Linked DNA regions of Mus musculus: region 2 is linked to region 1. The links are chromatin contacts, called in public ChIA-PET maps. All regions are on one chromosome and are shown on one strand. Each heading gives the region's core, a stretch centred on a gene start, on an enhancer-like site or on the middle of the called end of the contact. The rest is flanking DNA. Distances are from core to core; before and after follow the strand shown. Region 1 has its middle 13 kb from the start of Gm40109. Region 2 has its middle 12 kb from the start of Gm33309.

Region 1 (5,051 bases), core at 899-3,398:
TCTCCCACTCTGTCTACTCCCTGTCTACAAAACTGAGTTATGCCCCGCACTAGAGGTGCAAGAGCGAGTAGAAGCAGATGCAGCAACTCTCTGAGGACATCGGGGACCTCATGGCCTGGTAGGATGGACTGTGGTCATCAACTAAATGAGTGCAGGCTTCTAAGTCTAAGGTGAGGACAGGCCTGGAGTCCCAGCGTGGCTGTTGGGGAACTGAGCTGGGCTGTGAGGCCCGTGGGATCCACAATTGTGAGGTGGTGGCTAAACAGAGCCTCAGGTCAGAAGAGCAGGTACCAGCTAAGAGGGCAGGAGGGAGGGGAGGGGAGAGGTGGTGGAGGAGATGTTTCCTGGCCAAGGATAGGACTAATAAAGCCTCAGTAGATGGGGACAAGAGTGTCACAAGAACTAGAAGACTGACAGGCAAATACTGGAAGAATGTGGAGTAGGAGAGGGCTGAAGGTTCTGGAGAAAGGGCCTGGGAGCCTTTTGGCTTTGTTAAAGAGATGGGCCTTCAGTCTCCTAGGAATGCATGGTTACTCCCACAGGGGAGTAACAGTAAGTGATGGTTGAGATCAAGTGAGTCAATTAACATTTAACCTCTCAAATAGCTCAACGGGATAAGCTGTTCAATGCATAGGGCACAGCAGTGGACACATGGGCAGACGAAGGGGCGACAAGGGGCAACCTGGAAGGCGAAATGCTCAGAGTTCAGACCTAGACCCCATGTCAAAGCCTCCCTTGGAGGACCTCAGAGCACCAGACAGGCAACAACAGAAAGCGCTCAAGGCAGATGTTCAACAGAAAGCAAAGGGAGCCTGTGTGTCTACCACAAGCCATTGCCTTCCTTCAAATTCGTTATGGACAGAAAGGGAAACCTAGTAACTGGGAACTCCTTTCTGAGTCGGCCACACACGACCTGACACAAGTCCGCTCTTCAACAGGGGAGATTTTCAGGTCCAGAGCTGGGATTCAGAGCGACCTGGGGCATTGAGAGAGATGTGGTCCGACTGCTGCTGCTTTCTGGGTTAAATCCAGGCCTCCCTGGCCATAGCACTTAGACACATTGATCTGATGCTTGATGTTAGGCCATGGGCAAGCTGCTCAGAGCTTTGGACTCTGAGTCACATCTGAAAATTGGGAACCGTGGTGCCTGTGTCAGCACATGGGGGTTCAGCACAGCACCTGCCCCCCCCCCCCCAACCCCAGGCCAGTAGCTCTCATACAGATGATTCTCTGTGATTAAGTGCGAGGCAATCAGCAACAGGAAGTTGTGAACATTGGTCCTACAGAGTCCTTGCCTGTCAGATGAGACAGCAGCTCCTGGGCCTCGGCTACCGCTTCTGACTACTGCTGAGCACAGGGACTCAAAACAAGCGTCACCTGCTGCTTTCAGCCACGCTGACAATCCCAGTGTATACAACGTTGATAAACAATTAAAATAGTGTAGCATGGCAGCTTGGGTGGTGGTGGGTCACACCAGTTATCCCAGTACAAAGACGTAGAGGCAGGAAGATAGGGAGTTTGAAACCAGTCGAAGGCACCTAGCAAGACCCTATCTCAAACATCACCCTCTGCAGAATTGAGGACAGTAAGGTGTATCAGCAAGTTAAAGGCACTTGGCACCAAGCCTGAAGTTGATCCCTGGGACTGACTGCTTCAGGTTGTCCTCTGTCCTCCACACAAGCATGGTAGCAAACATGCATAGCCCCCAACACAAAATAAATATATAAAAGGCAATAAAAATATATTTTTCGATCTCCATAAAAATTAACCACCCCAAACTGACAACACAAAATACTTCCGGAAACAGAGCTTAGCTGGAGGCAACTGAGACAGCTTCCCATATGTCAAGTTGTTGTGGAAGGTCAAATCTGTCTGCAGACTGAACTCCAGAGCCTATGAAAGGCCACGGAGTCAGAACTGAAGGGAAAACCTGCAAACAGGCAATGCCCAATGGTAGTGTAGTTAGGCTTTGCATAACAGCCTCTTCAGGGAGCTCTGAAGAGAGCAACACCTTTTAAGTCTACTGTACTAGATGAGTTCCTTAAAGTCAAAAGACCTAGAAAAACAGTGTCCCTGTTGTCTACAGAGCCCATGGCAAGGGAGGCAATACCAGAAATGGACACTAGAGGGCTCTCTCACACAAGTGATGTGACAGCCGTTCAGGTTCTTGAGCAGCTCCTTGGCAAGCTGAGAAAGGTCTGTCCAAGCCTGGGTGGGAAGACTGCCGCGGCTTGAGCAGTCATGTGATTAACTGTTAGAGATTTACAGAAGCCACACATGGCTTGTGGTGGGCAGACTTCTGTGAGCTAGCCGCCTTTCCTATGCACAGAAAGCTCCTGGTGACATTGTCTGCTCTTTGAGATTACTCCTGAGTATCTACATCATGTACAGTTGCTTCCCGGCCCCTGTCTTCTCACAGTCAACACCGCCAGCTGCTGCCACTCTGCGGCTGGGCAGATGAGAAGCACATTCAGGCTCCAGCAACAGCTGCAGTTGTTCAGTTGTTCAGCCCTCTTCGGAGCGCTGGTGGCTGGGTTTGGTTTCCGGTTTTGCCTCTTGCTGTCTGTGTCACCTTGGGCGAGCCATCTCCTTTCTGGGCCTCAGTTTCTTCATCTGTAGAACAGTTGGTACTAATCTCAAAATGACTTCCAGTAAAAATGGAGTTGATTGGTGTCTTAGTCAGGGTTACTATTGCTATGATGAAACTCCATAACCAAAAGCAAGCTGGGGAGGAAAGGGTTTATTTGGCTTACACCTCCACATCACCATTCATCACTGAAGAATTCAGTATAGCACCTCAGACAGGGCAGGAGCCTGGAGGCCGGAGCTGATACAGAGGCAGTGCTGCTCACTGGCTTGCTCCCCATGGCTTGCTCAGCCTGCTTTCTTGTGGAACCCAGGACCACCAGGCCAGGAATGACACCACCCACAATGGGCTGAGCCTTCTCCCATTGATCAATAGCTAAGACAACGCCCTACATGCTTGGCTACAGCCCAATCTTATAAAGACGTTGTCTCAATTGCGGCTCCATGCCCTCTGATAACTAGTTCGTGTCAAGTTGGCATAAAACTACCCAGCACGAATGGGAAACACCTCTAAACAGTAATACTTTGAGTTAGTCACATTATTACTCGGAGCAGGGCTTGGCAAACATTTTCTATAAAGGGCCAGAGAGTGAATGACCTGACAATATAGAAACAGACTAGTGTGGCTGTGTTTCAATAAAACTTTATTTTAGTACAATGGACAACTTCATGGGCAGTGAGTTGTGAGATGTGTTTGGCTTAGGGGTTTTGTTTCACCAACTCTCACTGCCTGCTTTAGAAAGGTCTGTGAGCCTTCGGTGGATTCTTTGTCTAAAAGGCAATAAGAAAAACAACAGCTGTGCCTGGTGTGTGTGGTGTGTTTATAATCTCAGCTACTTGAAAAGCTGAGCCAGCCTGGTGTGATGGTGCACACCTCTAATCCCAGCACTCGGGAGGCAGAAGCAGGCAGGAGTTTGAGGCCAGCCTGGTCTACAAAGTGAGTTCCAGGACAGCTAGGGCTACACAGAGAAACCCTGTCTCGAAAAAACAACAACAACAAAAAAGCTAAGCCAAGAGGATTGCAAGTCCAAAGCTTGCCTGTCTTGAGTATAGAGTAAGTTCGAGATCAGCCTGAGTAACTTTGCTCAGAGATAGAACACTTGCCTAATATGAGGCAGGTACTTCAGACAGAAGGAAGAGGAAGAGCCGGGAGGTGGGTAGGAAGCTGCTTGGTACGGGTGAGTCTGCAAGTGACCTGCATGATGGAAGACAAAGCGGCCGGGAGGGAACACAAAGGGATACACAGGCCACAGTGACGACCTTGGATTGCCATTTGTGGGCAATGGAAACCCAATGTACGGTCTTGAACAGGAGAGAGCCGTGACTGGCCTCAGGTCTGAAAGCCACCATGCTGGACACTGGATGGAAAGTAGCCAGGCCCTGGGTTGGGTTAGCAATGGCAGCATCTGGGAAATGGATCGACAGCTAATCACTATAGCAACAGCTATAAAGTGGTGGAAACAGAAGCAGAGGAGGCCAGCAGTCTGTGGAGAGACTATCTTGTGTGTTGTGTGGATGCATCACTTGTCAATAAAAAAAAAAACAAAAAGCAAAAATCAAAAAAACCCTATGGCCTATAGGAAAGGATAGAATAGAAGGCGGAACGTCTGGTAGGCAGAAAGGATTCTGGGATAGGGCCAGGCGCGAGAGGATTTGGCTCTTGGAACCGAAGGAGGACTAATGGCACCTGAGTGGAGGTAACCTGCAGAACTTCAGTCAGAGTAAATGGAGTATTAATTTATGAGCTAGTCAGATTATATGCCAAAAAATTATGGGTAAGGTGTTTGTAAATGTATTTCGAGCCTCAGTCATTATTCTGGGAGTCTGGAAGCAGGAGGAAAAAAGCTTGTCTTTTACAGCAGCCTTTCTACTGAGCCTCCACTCTCTGCTCTCCATGAGAGGTCATGTGGCCTAGGCTGCCTAGGAATACAGTTCAAAACCGAATGAGCTGGAGTGTCTCTAAGGACTCACTCAGCCTCAGGTACCCTGGGTTTTGTAATCGTGGTTGGATTGCTTTGGGCTGGTTCAGTTGGAGGAGCAAGCATGGTCTCCATTAGCCAGGTCTCTGAAACCTGGACTGGTTTCAGGGTCTGAGGAGAGAATCGATTTTGAAAATTAACTCTGCTCCCACAAACTGCATGTGGCGCCCCATGTGGGGCTTACATTATGAAGCGAGACCAGGGAAGCTCACTTGCTGCATGAGAACTAGGAAGTCACGTAAGTGGTCATGCCCAGTATCTGAGGCTTCCCTGACCCTCCTGGCCTTGCATTTCTTCCCTGTGGCCCTGAGCAAGTGGTTTCCAAACCAGGCTGGCCATGGTGTCATCCAGAGAGCTTCAGGGTATGCAAACTTCCACGCTGCTCCCGGCTAGATTCTGACTCAGTTGGCCTAGGAATCTACATGTGTAAAAAAATCTCACAGGGAAAATGAAAGAGCTGCTAGGTTTGGGGTCTATGGGAATTCT
Region 2 (5,051 bases), core at 642-3,141, 250 kb after region 1:
TATATACATGTATATCCAGTTCCAGAGCATCCAAAGGCCTCTTCTCACCTTCTAGGCACTGCGCATGTGTGATGAAAATACATTCATGAAACAAAATGCGCTTACACATAAAAATAAAAGTAAATAAATGTAAAACAGTCAGCATGATATATATATATATATCCCACACATGCCTGTATAATTTAAACATTTTCTAGATTATTTCTAATACCTAAAATAATGCAAATGCTGTGCAAATAGTTGTTTCATGCTACATTTAGGGAACTTTGATAAAAGAAATGTTTACACACACACACACACACACACACACACACACACACATATATATGTTCAATATATATGAAAAACTTCCCCCAAATATTCTTGATTTGGAGTTGGTTAAATTTACCAACTAGAGGGCTGACAAGGTGGCTCAGTGTTTAAGAGCACTGACTGCTCTTCTAGAGGTCCTAAGTTTAATTTCCAGCAACCATATGGTGGCTCACAACCATTTGTAATGGGATCTGATGCCCTCTTCTGGTATGTGTCAAGACATAGCATATATATACACACAAACATACATACATAACACACACGCATATATATATATATATATATATATATATATATATATATATCATACATACAGTAAATATATACTTACTAACTAGAACCTGTAGATGCATAAAGCTAGCTAGACCACACACTGAGTGGCTTCAACACCAGGCATTTATTCTCACATTTCTCAAGCCTGGGAAATGTAAGATCAAGGTGCAGGCAAATCCATTTCCTGGCTGGGCTCTTTTCCTGGCGATCTCCATATCCTTACAGACAGAAAGGGAGGAAGCCAACTTTCTGTCCACTATTAGAAGACCCTCCGACCAGTATGATAGAGCCATACCATGCTGGCCACATGTAACTTTACTCACCCCCTGCAAGACCTCTCCAAATGTGTCATATGGGTCAAGGTCAACAAGTTCTGTTTCCTACTTCTACACCAGGTGGCTTACAACCACCTATAACTTCAGCCACATGGGGATCTGACACATCTATTCTCATAGACACCTGCATGAATATGCTCTCTCATATGTGTACACACACATATATACACACAATTAAAAAATAAAATAAATCTATTTTTTTATTTAGCAATAAGTTTGAGGTCACAAAGAAGGAGACTACTATTCCAACTAAAGTCTGGACATGGCAAACTTACTGTCTTGACCAAGAGGGTTTGCTGGGAAAGACAGAACACACACACACAGAGGAACTGCATTTGTCTTTTATTTTAAGTCAGGTGGTGGCTGTGTCGTTTCACCATTGGTTAGGGTATCATCCCACAGTCTTGATTTAATTGGCTTGTCAGAAGACTGATGCACAGAAGTGAGGAGAGGAGAAAGGAGTCACTGATTTCGTGGTGGCATTATCTGGTTGGTTTGACAACACCCAAGTGGTGTGCTCATCGCAGTGTCTTCTCTCGTCTACAGGTCATGCCATGAAGTAGGGAGACCCTGAGGGAGAAGCAAGATGAACCAGGCTGACACATGTCTTTGTGGAAGTCAGAGTCCACTGGGGACAAAGAGCCCACCCTGGAGAGAATGCAACTGATTCACAAAGCTGTGTGCTTGGCTTCCTCATGCACATCACAGGTTATCCATTTAGGATCTGGGTGGGTGGCTCAGGATGCAGTGATGGAGAAATGTTTGTCACATGTAAAGGCCTGGATCACCTGGTGGGCAAATAGAGAGCAAAAAGCACAGGGTTTGGTCAACATTGCCAACAGGCCAAGGATAACCACAGACAAGCCTCTAATCCCCTTTGTTCCTTGATCTAACCGAGAGAGTGCCAAGGTCTCCACCCTTGCTCTCCTTCCTGCCCCACCCACCTACTGTGCCGCAGCCTTTTTCTAACAGCAGTGGGTAGCAACGCCCTTCAAAAACTCAGGGGACATTCTTCCTTTGTCAGAGTGTCACGCTCATACCAGCTTAGGTTGTCCCCATTTAAGACTTTATTCTTCTAGTTGTGAGTCACTGCTGCCATCCTGTCTGTCTTATTCCTGCTGGGAAAGAAGAGTAGGGGAGCGGTGGAACACCGAGGCTGAGAGGAATGCCAGAGGCTGAGGTGGTTCCTTGTGGAGCTAGGGAACATGGGGCAAGGCAGTTACAAGACAGCTCTACTGCCATGGGCAGAGGAAGGAATCACTCCTATAGAGTGGAAGGGACCAGATTGCTGATCCTCGTATTCTGGCGAGGTTACCCATCTCTGTGAGCCTCAGCTTCCTCACTGGTATAAAAAGTCCCCGGTTCTTTGAAAGAATAAGAGAAATGACTCCATTGCAAGCTAGGCAGTGCCTGGCACATTGGGGTAACCCCCACCCCACACCTCTTCCTTCTCTCCTTCCACCTTTGTATATGTTACTTTTCTTGATACTAAGACCAATCATCACCCAAAAAAAGCACTGTAAGGGGAGAAGGGCTTATTGGGGTTCACAGTTTGAAGGGTCACAGCCCATCATGGTGAGGAAGGCATGCAGAAGAAGGCAGTTGCTCACACAGCATCTGCAGGCAAGACACAGAGAGAGGTGGGGTGCTGCTACTCAGTTCCCTTTCCCTTTTTAGGGACCCCACCCCCACAGGATGGTGCCATCCTCTCTGTTACCTCTTTCTGGGAGCATGTTCATAGACTTGGAGATGTGTTTCCATGGTGATTCTAAATCCTGTCAAGTTGACAATGAAGATTAACCATCCTGCTTCTCCTAAAAGGAGAATGAGTGTCTCTAAACAAGCAAGTATCCTCAAACAGGCTGGGCAAAGTGCCACCATGCCACCACCATGTCACCACCATGCACACAAACACCATGCACCCAGAGGGGAACAGGGACAAGTGGGAGAGAACTTGGGCGACCCCTGTATGAAGGGTGGGGAAGGGGAGGGAACATACTCATCTATTCCACTCAACACTGTGCTTACAATGATTTATTCCACATCTCAGACTCAAGACAAGAATTTAAATCCCACTTAAAGGCAACTTTTCTCATGATTCAGCTCCATAATCATCATCAATATTTATCGGCTCAGGCCTGCTTCCAGACATCATAGATCTCCGTCAGTCTGGAAAGCCGAAGGATTAGAGGGGCCACTGAGAGAGAGGGGGGGGGAGGGAGGGAGGGAGGGAGAGGGAGAGAGAGAGAGAGAGAGAGAGAGAGAGAGAGAGAGAGAGAGAGAGAGAGAGAGAGAGAGAGAGACTCCAGGCTCCCAAGGGACAGCTACAGCAAAGGGAGCAGCAAGCCCTGTGCACTAGGTCTAGCAAGGGCCCGGCGACATTCAGAACATGAGGACATTTAGATTCAATGAAGGGAGATGATGTTTTGTTCTCAGTGAGAATGAGATACGCAAGAGGGAGTTGAGTGTGACCATAAAATGAATGCAGGAAAAGTTTCAGGCAAGTTCATGGTTGCCTGAGCTCTGGGAGAGGCACTATGACCCTCTGAGATTGCCTCGAGGAGGGTCACCTGACATGTTGCAGAAATCAAAAGAAGGAGAACCCTGTATCCTCAGGCCTTGGGTTCTGGCCCCATGACTGGCTAGTCATGTGACAATGGTTTGCCCTTGGTTCCTGCTCACGTTTGTGATTTTCCAGTGCTGTTAATCTGAGCTGGAGGAGGCATTCCCAGAGAAAAGGGCTTTTCAGCAGGAAAATGGGCTCTCAGGCAGCTGGGCTTTACTTGCCCCAAACCCCAAATATCTATACCTCCTCCAGCAGCAAATGCACAGGGAACATTTTCAATGAAGAGTTAATTGTGGTTTCCACCCTGAACAGCTTTGTGCATTTGTAATGGGACTTGGAAAAAGAAGCAGTAACAGTGTTAGAAATTCAATGGCTGAGCCCTGTGTGTGTGTGTGTGTGTGTGTGTGTGTGTGTGTGTATAGATTTTTTTCTAATGTTTTCGCCATATTGTGGGTTAGCATCACACACACACGAGATTTATTAGAGTGGTTTGCTGGCTAGTCCAACAGTGGCTATCTCCTGACTGAAAGGCAAAGAATATGGTAGTTGTTCAGTCCTGGAGGCTGGATGTCTCAGGAGTCCAAATCTGGCTCTGGAGTCGTGGAGAGCTGCTAGTCTTCTATGTTGGAATCCTGAAAAAGGTAGTTCTGAGATACGGGAGAGTGAAGGCAAGCAGGCAACCAAAAGCTTCCTTCCTCTATGTCCTTTTGTGTGAGCTACCACTAGAAGGTTTGGCCCAGATTTACAGTGGGCCCCTCTCCCTCAAGTAAGCCAATAAGCTAATCCAGAAAACAGGAGTCTCCAGCAGCTTGGGTTTTAGTGATTCCAGGTGTGGTCAAGCAGGCAGCCAAGATTAGTCATCAGAGTGCATGTCTTGTGTCCTATAAGGCCTCTGAGGTCTCTCCCAGGATGGCTTTAACCTTTTTGATAGAGTCCTCAGCTCTTCTCTTTTAACAGAACCACATGTTCCAGTGCAACAACCATTTAACTGAGGTACAACCACTGAGGTGAGGAACACAAAAGATGGGCAGCTTGCATTTTCCATGTATCCATGCTTGTGGCACCACTGAATTCTACTGTCCGGGCAGATTACCACCCCTACCAGCCTCTCTCATATCCTGACCCGATCAGTATGCACCCCCTAGTCTGCCCTCTACTACTGTATACTTCCCGTCTCTCGGCTATGGTAGAAAGGAGGTGGTGGGACACTGGCAACCGTCTGACTTCTTCCTTTCTCTCAACAATGTCTCTTGTAGCATGCAATGCTCAGTTAAATTCTACTTCCATTGCTATGAACTATTCCACAGTGTAAATATACCAGTGTTTACTTATTAATGCATATTAGGACTTTTTCCCAGAGTGGGGCTATTTCCTACAGTGAAGAGGTGCCATTGTATGAGTACACAGCCCTCACTCTGTTGGATGTGAGCCTCAGAGCATCACTGACGGTCATGTGGTAGACACATGCTCAATTTTAATAAATACTGCCAAATGCCTGTACCCATGTAGATGCCTGCAGAGTGTGAGATTAAATATTCCAGCTCAGATGCTTCAATAAAACACAG

What was found. ChIA-PET counts read pairs in DNA pulled down with a chosen protein or histone mark.
Region 2: an RNA polymerase II ChIA-PET map of memory CD8 T cells shows a contact between it and region 1, with 10 read pairs. The contact joins two enhancer-like sites. A contact is called at or near these places in 4 of 484 Hi-C or Micro-C datasets (the G1E-ER4 cell line, the HL-1 cell line, bone marrow-derived macrophages and 1 more), 4 of 115 datasets of contacts at active chromatin or transcription factors (double positive thymocytes, memory CD8 T cells, pancreatic cancer cells and 1 more) and 1 of 9 other capture datasets (embryonic stem cells).

The regions. Positions count from the first base shown.
Region 1 is chr3:101,491,898-101,496,948 of GRCm38.p6, forward strand. No RefSeq gene overlaps it. Among named protein-coding and RNA genes, the nearest start is that of Gm40109, 13 kb to the right of the region's middle. Within about 2 kb of position 2,149, at least 63 of the 459 cell types and tissues checked have an H3K27ac peak or open chromatin away from gene starts, as enhancers often do. A contact at or near this core is called in memory CD8 T cells, where this site is marked.
Region 2 is chr3:101,746,535-101,751,585 of GRCm38.p6, forward strand. No RefSeq gene overlaps it. Among named protein-coding and RNA genes, the nearest start is that of Gm33309, 12 kb to the left of the region's middle. Within about 2 kb of position 1,892, at least 29 of the 459 cell types and tissues checked have an H3K27ac peak or open chromatin away from gene starts, as enhancers often do. A contact at or near this core is called in memory CD8 T cells, where this site is marked.